Linked DNA regions of Danio rerio: region 2 is linked to region 1. The links are chromatin contacts, called in public Hi-C maps. All regions are on one chromosome and are shown on one strand. The core of a region is the stretch at or near the end of the contact, and the rest is flanking DNA. Distances in the headings are between cores, read along the strand shown. Region 1 overlaps znf536 (zinc finger protein 536). Region 2 overlaps znf536 (zinc finger protein 536).

Region 1 (6,773 bases), core at 2,465-4,964:
TTGGACTTGGGGGGGACACCAGAGCACCCGGAGGAAACCCATGCGAAAACAGGGTGAACATGCAAACTCCACACAGAAATGCCAAATGACCCAGCCAAGGCATGAACCAGCAACCTTCTTGCTGTGAGGCAATCGTGCTACCCACTGCGCCACCATGTAGCGCTCACAAAATACATAATAAATTAATTCAAAAATAAAATACATTCTTATTCTTGTAGGTTTTGTCTTAAATTACTTTTCTGTATTAAATGTATAAATGCTAAGTAAGCCTTTTTTTGTGTCCTATACTCTGCTACTCTACAAACCAACCCTTATTGGACAGAGGATTCAGAACAAAGTTTGTTTTTAATCAAACCAAACAAGCCAAGTGTGAACGCAGCCTAAATATAACATGTGATGGTTTACATAAACTTTTAAAACCCCAAAAAGTAGCTGTTAGTAACTATACATTCCTAGGACTTTTGCATATCTAACCAAAAATATCCTGCAAACACTGTACAGTAAATTTATTAGCTTAACATAAATAATCTAATCCAATATGTAGGCCCACACAGTTTTAAATTTCAGTTTTAAAATTATTACAGTACTATTTCTGACTAATATGAAAATATTCATATGAATTATTTACAATGCAGTTTGTAAAGTAATATTTTCTGTCTTTTTGGTAAAAATATAAGACTTGCTTTTTTTACCAAATAAAATGGATCTAATTGAATTTGCATTGTAAACATTAAATAAAAGTTAAAAATGTATTATTTTTATTTAACATATTGAAGTTTTAGTTATGATACTCCCAAAATCATTCCGCATAAATCTGCAGATTTTAAACACAATTCTGCGCAGAAATAGCAAAAAATGCCAGCAGATTCCATCTGGCCCTAACAATATGTGACCCGGGACCACGAAAACATTTTTATTTTATTTATATTTTGAGATCTATACTTTACCTCAAAGATTAATAAATTAATTTTCCATTGGTGTATGGTTTGTTAGGATAGGCAACACAATCGCACAGCAATGCATAACTTTTTGATTCAGTGGCTAATTTGTATGAATTACTACAATCTTATTCCTATAATTTAGTTTGATTTGCTCAGACCCCAATGACAGTTGGGTTTAGGCGCAGGGTTGGGTGCCACAAATTTTTGTACAACTGAACTCGTACGAATTAGCCACTAAACTGACAAAAAGTAAAATAGTTATGTTTTCCTTGTGAGATCAGGCTGGGATATTGGTTGAGATTCAATTATTTAAAAATCCAAATTTTAAGGTTTCCAAAAAAATTTAATATTTAAAAAATCACATTTAAAACAGCAAAATAATTGTTTAGCAATGCATCGTACTAATCAGAAAATGCATATAAATTATACATGGATCATGATATTTACATTATATTCTAATGATTTTTGGCATAAAAGAAATACAGTTGAAACCAGAATTTTACATACACTGTATAAAAAGACACATAACCATTTAAAAAAAGTCAGATGTTAATGTGACTTAACGTTTTCTCTTTTAGGTGAGTTAGGATTATCAAATTTGTTTCTGTTATGCTTAATAGATGAATAACGAGAGAGATATTTTTGAAAAAAAATGTTATAACTTCTTGAAAGTCAAGTTTACATACAATAAGATTATTATGCCTCTGAAAAAGCTCAAATGATGGTGTCGAGGGTTTGGAAGTTTCTGATTGGCTGATTGACAACATTTGAGTTAATTGGCGGCACAACTGTAGAATAGTATTTAAGGAAAACCTCAAACACACTGCTTCCTTTTTTTGACAACATGGGGGAAAAAAGCCAGTTTAAAATTTAGCTAAATTACACTGGAAAAATGAATAATTTTTGGAGACATCTCCAGTGGTCTGATGCTACTAAGTTTGAACTGTTTGGCCATAATGACCAATGTTACATTTGGAGGACAAAGAAGAAAGCTTACAAGCCTAGGTACACCATCCCAGCTGTGAAGTATGGGGGTGGCAGCATCATGTTGTGGGGCTGTTTTACTGCAGGAGGAACTGGTCCACTTTCCAGCATAGATGGCATCATGAAGAAAGAACATTATGTAGAAATACTGAAGCAACATCTCAATACATTAGCCAGGAAATAAAACTTGGCCACAAATAGGTCGTCCAAAACAGACCATGACCCTAAGCATACTGCCAAATTAGTTAACATGTGCTTTAAGGACAACAGAGTGAATGTTTTGGAGTGGCCATCACAAAGCCCTGATCTCAATCCTAAAGTTGAAAAAGCTTGTGTGAGCAAGACAACAAATCTGACTCAGTTACACCAATTCTGTCAGGAGGAATGGGCCAAAATTTATTTAAACTATTTTGAGAAGCTTGTTGAAGTTATACAGTTTAAAAGCAAAGCTAAAAAAAATACCAAAAGTAAACTTTTGACTGTCCAGAAATTAATAAACAATTCTCAATCTCATCATTCTGGCATTTAGCAAATGTGAATCATTTAGGTAATCCTAACGGACCTAAAATAGTAAATGTTTAGTATGATTTACCATGAGTAATTTAAAAAAAAAAGTTTGGTTTCAACTGTATCTATACAGATCATTTTGACCAATATGATATATTTTTGGATATTCCAAAAAATATACCCATGCAACTTTTGTGTTTTGTGGTCCAGAGTCGCATATAGTCATTCCATTAAAGCACACCTATTTTCCCACTTTTTCAAGATTTAAGATAAAATAAGTGTCTGTAAAGTTTCAGCTCAAAAAACCCATCAGATTATTTATTATACGTTTCAGAATATTGGATGTAGCTGTTTTTGTTGCCTGTACCTTTATTGCTAGCTCTTCTTGCTCACCGTTCCCATATGCCTGTCAGAGTGTGCCTCAATCTTGGGCTTGGCTGCATCAGATAAACAGCACAGTGACAGACATGAAGGAAGCAGATCTCATGTAACGTCTGCGAGAAAGTAAGAACTTTCTCAATGATTGTTTGATGTATTTGTTGTGGAGCTAATTCAGGCCTTTCTGCAACGATGAGTTACATCCACAAAAAGGGATTGAAGCGTCATCTTTTATAATTGTACTGACTTGCGGCTGTGGTGATAAAGACGGTAAAATTGCTGTAACTCATTACAAACATACACTGTTTTAAAAACGTTTTCAACTTGTACAACTCATCCTTGATCACATTTGATGATGATTGATGATCACAGAGAGCTGAACGGATCTTTTAATCCCAGTTGCTTTGCGCATCACTTGTTGATATGATTATACTCATTACTACAGAGACATGTTAATACGCAGCTGTCAAGCAATTCGGGGGGCGGGGAAACTGCACCCCTACGTCATGTTGCGGTGGACCTCAAAATGGGAAATATTTGGATCCTATTTTAACATCAGGAAATTTAAATAAAAGACTTATTTGTCTTTATATCACTCCAATATGACTGTGGACACACTATACCTACACACAGTTCTGTCCAACAGCTTAGAAAAGAAAATTTAAATTTTAGGTGCCTTTTAATGCACATGTGGGAAAATACTACAAAAATAATGTATTTAAACTCCAAAGGAAGAAATCACTGTATATATCCAGTATGCCACCTGCTATCTATCCCCACCATCAGTGGCCTATCTGTTCTGGTCTCTTTTGCTATTATGTGCTATTGTTGTGGATCACGCCGAGCGTAAAGTGCAAGGCACGGCCACACCGCACAAGTGGTTCAGTCACACCAACCTCTGCGTACACTTAGCAATGCTCTCCAGTTACCCAGAACAAAGGCCTGTTTTAGTGGGTTAATGTCAGCTCAGGAGCTGTGGAGAACAATAGCAGAGCAAGAATAAAAAGAGGAATGTAATGTCTGCTAAAGAAAACCACACATATCTATGCAGTAGCAACATGTCAAATTATCAGCGAACTATCTCACCTCACTTCAACAGTTATGTTCGCTATCTGTGAAAAAACGCAGACTTTGTGACAAAAGTATGAAACAACTAATTTAAGCAGCAAGGAGGAATCTTTCTAGGTCATCAACTAGCCTTGGACAATGGAATCTAAAAAAGATCATGATAGGGTGGGAAAAGAGAGAAAGCAAATGCTGAATTGTCTTTAATGTAGAGTGGAGTTATATTTTAGTTATGTTCAATTGCATTTTATTTTAATATTATATTCTGTTTTTATAGTATAACACAAACATTAAGCTTTAAGATTATTTCATATGTTTTTTAAAGTAAATATAATATAAGTACTTTGCAAACCAAGGCTTTATTTAATAAAAACTATATTAATATAGCAATATTGTGATTTAATTAATTGCTGCATTTATTATTATTTTATTATGAAACTACTTCTACTACTACTACTATTATTAATAATAATAATAATAATAATAATAATAATTATTATTATTATTATTATTATTGCCCCCCTTGTTGGCGTGGGCTTCCTCCAGGTGCTCCGGTTTCCCCCACAAATCCAAAGACATGCGCTATAATTGAACTGAGTAAAACTAAATTGGCCATAGTGTATGTGTGTGAATGAGAGTGTATGGATGTTTCCCAGTGTTGGGTAAGTTGGCGGTTCATTCCGCTGTGCCACCCCAGATTAAAAAAGAGACTAGGCTGAAAAGAAAATGGATGAATGAATGAGTGAATAAATAAATAAATACAGAAATAATAATTCATATATTAATTTTCCTTCGGCTTAGTCCCTTTATTCATAGGGGTTGCTACTGCGGAATGAACCACCAACTAATCCAGCATGTTATAAGGGTAATTTAGCTTACCCAATTCACCTATAGCGCACGTCTTTGGACGTGTGGGGAAAAACGGAGCAACCGGAGAAAACCCATGCAAGCATAGAGAGAACATGCAAACTCCACACAGAAAAGACAACTGACCCAGCCGAGGCTCGTACCAGTGACCTTCTTACTGTGAAGCAATTGTGCTACCCACTGCACCATCGTGCTGCCCTTGTATTCATTCACTCATTCATTCATTCATTTATTTATTTATATATTCATTCATTCATTCATTCATTCATATATATTTATTTGTTTACAATTTCATATTTTAAAATGATTTATGTGTTTTTAAAGCAAAATTTTAAACCCTTAATATAGAAATATTTGAAAATCATTCTAAAATGCTGATTTAGTGCCCTTGTTTTATTTATTTCTTTTATTTTACATTTCTTTTTATGAACAATGTTTAAAATGGCTGTGCTGTTTAATATTTTTGTGGAAACCATGAAACATTGTTTTTTTTTCAGAATGACTTGCTCAAAAGAACATGCAGTAACTAGTTTTCAATAGAAGTCTAGTCATTTTTGATCAAATGAAAGTATGAAATTCTTACCGACTTCAAACCTTTGAATGGCAACATATATACAGGGTTTCTGCAGGATTCATGCAGAAGTCAAATTTAAGACTTTTTAGACTTATATAAGGCTAAACACTATTTATTTATTTTTTTTTCAATGGCACGGTTGGACCAATGGATTGTTTTCTGCTTGCCACCAAATGTAATTATTTAATGTGTCAAAACAAGAAAAATCTAGTTGTATACATGTTTTTTAACATAATATTTTGTTTTGACAAAAATGCAAGTTTAACATTGTTAAAATTTTATTTATTATGGAGACAATTACATAAATAATGAAATATATATATTTGTTGGCTTTTGGTCCAAACTGATTGACTATAACTTCCATTCAACTTAATGCATTTCTGTAATAAATCCTCAAGTTTCATGCCTATTCATAAATATTATGTCCATTTGCCTTTACTACTGTAAAGAGTTTTTGTATGAATGGAAGATAACTTAAAGGGCTATCATGCTCTGTTATTATCATGAGGAACTGTAATTGTTTTTAGTTTTATTTTTCCCTGGTAATTATAGGGAATTTATGTGAAGGAACGAAGGAATTACTGTAAAATATTTCTAAAAGCTTTTGTAAATTATATCTGAAGTTAAATTTTAAAAATAAGGTTTTACTAAGATGGATTGTTGCTGATTGGGAGGATGTCGGCCTGATTGTGCAGCTTTACTTGGGGCAGAGTAAAAATTAAGACCTGTTAAAAATGATTTAAGACACACAACACAATATTTCAGTGAATTTTAGACTAACTAAGATTTTTAAGGCCTAAAAATTTGTTTTTGAAATATAAGACATTTGACTGCTTTTTAAGACCTCACAAATACCCTTTATATTTTTATATTTCATTTCAAAAAGTGTTTATAACTCATGAGTTTCATTATGTGCTGTGCATAGCTGGGCATCTCCCCCTCTAAACTTTGACACACAGGGTCAGTATTGCGCTTCCTAGAGGCCATAGGCAGTACTGCAAGACAGTTTTACTTGCCAGAGAAGCCCACCAGACAGTCGTAAGCAGAGGTCACATACTCTCTGTTCACAATCACTTCCAGCGTTCCAAAGTAGAGACAACATTTTGGAAGCAATTCCTATGTCATGGGTTTAAATCATTGTCTATGCTGCCACCACCTCTCTCTTTCTCTCTCTCTTTCTCATAGGCTCTCTCAGCATTCCCTAGATTAATTTGTTTTCATTTGCAGTATGTCAACTGAAAATATGTAGTTGTTCTCGGTGGCAGTGCAAAAGAATCTCTCTGGCGAGTGCATTTCTGTTTCTTAATCATTAAATCTGCATGGATGCTTTTTTTTAAAGCAGTGCAATATCAGTAAATACATAAACAGTCTCTCCTCTCAGCTGCATCTGCGGTGCTTCCCTCTTCACAGTGTGCCATTCCGCAACATTCCCCTAGTGTTTGTCCTGTGTTGTCAGA
Region 2 (6,794 bases), core at 3,621-6,120, 190 kb before region 1:
TTACGGCCCTCACGTACATCAAAATTAAATTAAAATATGGAGGATGGTCTTCGAGTGGCGTTCTCCAAAATTAAACAATGAATAGACTTGGGACTATTGGTATGTGTGCACCATTGTGTGCCAGGTTTATATATTTATAACCACCTCAGCGGGTATTGGGGGTCGCAAGTCACTGGCATTGTTATTTCGGGGATCACCAGATAAAAAGTTTGAAGTAGAATACTTTCATCAGAGTGCCAAATCTCTTACTCTCTATTATAAACACACATAAACACATACACAGGTTCAGCAGTAATACTAGCACATTCCTTCCAGAAAAGGATGAATAAACTGTCTGTTGAATTGTGCACATGGTCATTCAATGCTTTTACTGTACTGTATGTACTACTCAAACATGCCCACACACTGTCTCGGCGTATACAGAGGCGCTCGGCTGCCCATCAGCATCAACCAGCAACAAACTGATGGAGTCATGCTTTAAAAATGGCAAACAAAAAACTTTTGTTCTCCAGACAAAGCCTTATCTCTAAAGGTCAGTCCCTTTTCACAGCAGCAGGAGAGGAGGACGTCACAAGGGCACTTTTCAAATGTCTTTGATTAAAGAAGGATATTACAATACGGTACATTCACTGCGATGACAAAATACTAGCATTCATTTTCAGCCAAGTGAATGACCTCCTCTAAATATTAAAAATGCAACAGGTTCCTCCATGACAGACAGATTTTTCCATAATTGAAAGGTCAAAAGCACCATTAATTGTTAATGTAAACCATTTTGCGGAACACGTGACAATCTTCAGACTTCACACTTCTCTTTTTGATATATTTGTCTCATGTTTGAAAGTTTGAGTAAAAAGGATCTTGGTCTGCCTTCATTTTGTTACTTCCAAATATCACAGTGGCGAGATTCCTTGATACGGCTATACAAATATTTGTTCATCTCTTTAACTTTTTGTTTTTCCAAGGTTATTACCGAGTGACTAGAGATTTTGCCTGCTTTTTTTGCACACACAACTGACTCACATTATCGACTAGTTCAGCTGACGTGAGTGTTAGCGGATGACTCACTTGTGGTAAACATTATGATGGAATAGAGATCCAAATGTCTAATCAAAGAAAACAATAATAATTCATAAACAGCATAATAACAATAATAATAATAATAATAATAATAATAATAATAGCAATAATAATAATAATAATAATAATAATAAAATAATAAACATAGTAATAATAATAATAATAATAATAATAATAATTATTATTATTATCATTATTATTATTATTGCTATTTTTACTATTATTTATTATTATTTTATTATTATTATTATTGCTATTATTATTATTATTATTGCTATTTTTATTATTATTTTATTATTATTATTATTATTATTATTATTATTATTGCTATTATTATTATTATTATTATTATTATTATTATTGCTATTATTATTATTATTATTATTATTATTATTATTATACACCCGATTTAATATATTATATTATATTTGTTAAATACAAATTAATAGTATTTAACATTTAACAATATTTTACTGACATCTGTACTGACTGTGTATTACCCAAATCAGCGTTGATGAATTTGTGGTTACTAATCAAGCACAACACAAATGAACTGTCTTGAATGAACAGTTTGATTGTTCCAAATTAAATAAAGTAAGTATTATGATTTGCGACAACAAAGCAGCTTAATAAAATGCCTGTAAAATACTTGCAATAGTTTAATCCTACACCTATTTGCAGTAAGACTTTTACTGAGAGCAAAAAAAAGAAAATCTGCCTTCTTCCTCTATGTTTGCTCAAGTAAGAACACCAATGTAAAGCATCAAACTAAGAACGTCTATCTTAACTCTCGCATAGACAATTAGTTGTCTTTTTAATTAATAATATATTAGGAGGAACATGAAAATGGATGATAGGTGTGTTTAAGTATATCAGACTTTTTTTTTTTCTTTCAGCAAATGTAATTTCTCAGCTGTAAGAAATACTCTTACAAAAGGACATCTAAAGGCTGTGGCACTCACTTACTTTCTACTACAGCCAGCCAAACCAAACTACAAATTCAATTCCTGGAGATTTACTCTCTTTCTTTTTTCATTCACAGTTACTTTCTTTTTCTTTTTATCACCAAATTTTCTGAAAGGGCAGTGTGAAACACAGAAGTCTCAAGGAGCACCAGTAACCTTAGCAGAATCATGAAAGCTGACAGATCATTTTTCACAAGGCCATAGATCCCAGACTCTTATAAAGTAATGGGCTTTTGGGAGAGGCCTTTATGAAAGCTAAGATAGTTAAGTTCTGTGTGCTAGAGATGACACAGGGACCATCAGCTCCTGGTCTGTTTCAAAGCAGGCGCCCTTATTCCCAGAAAGAGGCTGGAAAGAGAGGGTGGGACTGGAGCTCTTGTAAAATGACAATATAATAAAGATTAATATGTTACTTTGTCTTCCTGATGGTCTCTAAACTTGCTTGAAATAAGGTTGAAATGGCTCAAAAGCAAATCTTGCCCCTTTAGAGAGTTTCTGTATTAGTGCGCTTCTGACCAATGAGGGTGACAGTGAGCAAATGTCTCCATGTGTAATTGGTTCACAAATAAGAAATAGCAGATTGTGCAGTGAGGATGTGCGACTCATAATGCAGTGTATATCATGTGTTTACTTGCTAGGGAGTGTGTATGTATAAGAGTGAGTCATTTTGAACGGCATTGGTTATTGATTTATGATACAAAAACAGGGGTTTATGTTGTCATACTCACCAGAGGGGTCGTTTCTTTTCATGTTGCTGGTGCCACCGCTTCCTCCGTTGGAGCTTCCACCAAGACCTCCGTTGAAGGCTGCGAGGTTCTCTGAACTGTAGGCCCGCAGGACAGATAGCATGTTCATCTGGTGATCGAGGTGGGGTTGATCAGGCTTAACCAGGCCAGGGGGACCACCGCTTGAAGATAGAAGACCCAGGCCTGCTTGCTGCTGCCACTGCTTCTCAGGGGTGGGAGCTTGAGGAGGAGAAAGCCCTGAGCTTTGAGGGCCTACAGTTAGCTTGCATCTTTGGATGTCCTTTCCTGACAATGGAGATTGAGGAAGCATTTGCATGGATCCACGATCCTCCTCCTCAGCATCACCCATCTCCATCTCCTCTTCTTCATCTGCTTCCTCTTCGTCATCTGAATGCATGTGTCTCTCTGTCGCAGTGGGGTTGGGTAAGGATTTGTCACGACTCACTTCATCCTCCTCAGACTGGCCACCGTGTTCCTCAGATGCCTCTATCTCACTGCAGGAAGCCTTGTCGGATAGGTCATCCAAAGGGCCCTGACCACCCATGTCGTTAGGCTGAATTTGCTGCTGGTCCAGATATCCAACAGGCCCTCTAGCAGAGCCATCATACACAGGACCAAAGGGCTTGTAGAAGTCACTGGAGAATGCTCCCATGGAGGCTCCGTGCGGGGGCTGATCCAGATGGTTGGACCAGCCTGCTTGTCCCTTTGGATCCCCAGACTCAGTCTCTCTGTCCCTGGACGGGGCTCCCTCATGGTGATGAAGAAGGCCTGGTGGTGGAGGAGCCAAGCCAGTAGCTTTGCCCACATGGGAAGGCTCTCCCATGAGGTGCTCCTTAGTATCTTTGCCTGGCCCACATTTGCTTTTACCCAGGTGGTTGGCTTGCAGGTGGAGGGCCATCAACTCTACAGAGGCAGTTGTGAAGGAGCAGAAGAGGCAACCATGCCAGGCGACATTATCCTGGATGGTGATAGAGGTTCCAGGAAGGGTCCCCGCTTCAGGCCTAACAGACAAATCCAGGGGCTCATACTGTGAACGGCCACCCTCAGCTGGTTTAATGTCACTGGTGGGATTTTCTTCCTGGTTGGCCTCGCTGGATCTTTTGGTCTTGATCTCTGCATTCTCCTGGCTAAAGTGCTGACCGTGCAGCTGACTCTCTCTCATTTCCTTCTCCTTCTTCATAGAGCTGAGCACAAAGCTGTCCATGAAGGCCTGAAGGGAGCCCTGGAAGTTGACTCCATTTCCCACCATACTCTGGTAGGCCCGACCGAGGTCAGAGAAGCTAGCAGGACTGTCCGCTGCAGAACCAGGTCCCTCGGGACTCTTCATGTTCTCCGTGGTGGGCTCTGGCCCCGGTCCATGGCGCTCCCTTTCACGATCTCTGTCTCTAGGTGAGAGCATTCCTGGTGGAGCCCACTGGTGTGGAAGCATTTGACCTCCTCTGAAGTCAAGACCAGAGGGCATCATGCCTTTGAAGACCCCGCGAAGGACATCAGGACGAGCAAAAACCCCTGTCCCACCGCTGTTCTTGTTGTGGTCATCCTTGTGTTCAGATGATGGAGGATGGTTGGCCGAGGGCCCACTTCCGTTCTGCCGCTCACGGTGATGGCGCTCCAGGTGGTACTTCAGGGAAGCTGATTGAGTGCCTGCATAGTCACAGTGAGGGCACCTGTAGGGCTTTTCACCTAGAGTGAGAGTGATAGAAAGAAACAAAGACAGACAGGAGCTGATGTCAGTACAAAGGTAATAATATAGGTGCCAACAAGCTCAGCAGGAACTCTGGGCTCGTTCCACCTGTCAGAAGAAGAGCAGAAAGAAAAATAACATGTAAATATTTGACAGGAATCATGTCAAGGATTACGTCAAGACTCTTTAAATCTCACATTCTGCAGCATTCGACCACATTCATCACTTAGCAAACAGTCCATCAGCCTTTTTGAGAGGAGGGAGGAGTTTCAATACGGGTCGATCCAGCTCAATCCAGATCCTAGGAGTGAGCCATCACTCACGTCAGTGCCATAAAAAACATAACACCATATGGTGCCTTCAGTCCACTACAGAGATCATATTTTCAACTGACAACAAAACTGTCTGGATGTTATCTCTGTTCACATGGGGAACTGCAGGCTTGTGGTGCTGCTGGTTTCTGCTGTCTTTCTCTCTCTCTCTCTCACTTTCTGTCTCTCCCCTGGCCTTGTCTGCTGTCAAGCCTCTACCTTGGTGGTGGAGTTGTTCTGTGGACATTCTCTATTTGCAGTTTATCATTGTGAGGATAAATCAAGCCCCACAGTAGCTCTCTATTCCCCCTGGAGGACAACTGTGACCCCTCAGTCCAAAATGCACCCAATAAAAGTCCCTCATTTGAGAGCGAAGATAGTCTAAATGATATAAACACACCATATGTGGTGCACATGAGCATTCCTCACAAGGCAGCCTCACACTGCGGATTACAAAATGCTAACCAGCATGAAATGTACTGTAAAAGTAGGCATGCAGGCAGTTTAGAAACACATGCAAATGTACAAGAATTCTTGTTAAAAGCAAAAAGAGAGCAGCTTTTAACAAGAGAAAGGGGCTAAATTGCATTTGCATGATCTAATCAATATCGATATAAAATACATTCTGACAACAATTAGAATAGGCTCGGAATGAAAGCTAGATTTATAAGATCAATAAGCAATAAACTAAATGCAAGGCTTGATTTTTGAGTCCCTGTAATGTTTCAGGAATGAAATGATGTCGTGCGAGGTGGGAAAAAAAAAAGACAGTGAGGGAGGGTGTTTCGAGAGATATGGGAAAATGAAAATAAAAGCATGTTTGTCAATGTGTGTGTGTGCGCGGCTATAAACGCTTAGATTATACACATGGAAAACATTTTTTAACCCAGAAAAAATGTTGCATTGTTACGCAAGACTGAATTGAATGATTTAAGTCTGGCTCTGTAGTAAATCATGGATATAATTAGCAAATGGCATAGTGCTCAAGTAATTTATCATTATTTGGAGGGCGCCATTCCAGAAAAAGAATGGAAGATCTGCAGACCCACTGCACAGCTTCCTAAATAAAGGATTGCAAACACAAACTCAATACTATATTGATAAGGAACAAACATACGGAGGGACATATAGTGAAGGGCAATTTGAGAGGGTGAGAGAAAGGGAATATAAAAAAGGGATAGGGAGCCGTCTTTTGTTCTTTTACACAAGAGTGTTTGAAGCGCATATTCAAAAGACATCATACAAGATGAGCTTTTAACCCAATAACTGCTTATCCTCTGAGCAGGATAACAGAGGCTTGGTGTGATTCAATAAGGAAACGTCCTTGATGCAAATGATCATTTTCAGTTCCTTTAACTGGAAGGAATGATATTCTGTACCCAAAATTAGAGTACAATTAGAGTGATCTGCTTTTCTCCACCCCATCTTGTGTGCCTGATTATGAAAATACTGATAACGTCTTAATTTATTTGTAATAAAAAAAGCATATTAAGACATATGTTGTGGTAATGTATTACGAATTTTTAGTAAAAACTAAAATTCATACCAATCAGGCCTATGTTTTGCTATTTCTAAACATATCGCTGGTTGTGAGGGTGTGTTGAAGTGCCTGTGCAAGTCTCTGTGCGTGTGGCATGTTCTTTGTGCACCATTTGGGCTCAGTAAGACATCTGCTCCATCATACGTCAGGGGCACGTGTGACATCTGGGGAATATACTGTATCCTGCCTTGCAACATTACACACAATTTACTGCTAAAGGTCATTATGTACCCGTTAATCCACTTTTAATTGATATCCACACAAACAACACAACCTCAGGGAAACAAAATGGATCGCCAAGGCAGAGAGGTAAAGAGATTATTATTTTTTCATCTTTTGCAATGAGAGTCTGCAAAACTAAAAAGAAAAAAGTTTCCAAAGCTCACTCTTACGCCTGATGGACTGCGTTAATAAAAATAGGGAGGAAAAAATACATATCAAATTGCCATCTGCTATAGTGTGACAGGC

The links. A called contact is a pair of places that touch in the nucleus more often than the background predicts.
Region 2: a contact with region 1 is called in a Hi-C map of an unstated tissue, with 2.1 times the contacts expected there. The contact joins two enhancer-like sites. A contact is called at or near these places in 2 of 18 Hi-C or Micro-C datasets (caudal fin and an unstated tissue) and 1 of 4 datasets of contacts at active chromatin or transcription factors (embryo).

Annotation. Positions count from the first base shown.
Region 1 is chr7:48,030,047-48,036,819 of GRCz12tu, reverse strand. All of the region lies in intron 6 of znf536 (zinc finger protein 536), which reads right to left. Among named protein-coding and RNA genes, the nearest start is that of znf536, 210 kb to the right of the region's middle. Within about 2 kb of position 3,714, at least 6 of the 62 cell types and tissues checked have an H3K27ac peak or open chromatin away from gene starts, as enhancers often do.
Region 2 is chr7:48,218,732-48,225,525 of GRCz12tu, reverse strand. It overlaps znf536 (zinc finger protein 536), which reads right to left. Exons shown (of 13, transcript XM_073907216.1): 12 at 2,774-4,474. Among named protein-coding and RNA genes, the nearest start is that of tshz3b, 360 kb to the left of the region's middle. Within about 2 kb of position 4,870, at least 3 of the 62 cell types and tissues checked have an H3K27ac peak or open chromatin away from gene starts, as enhancers often do.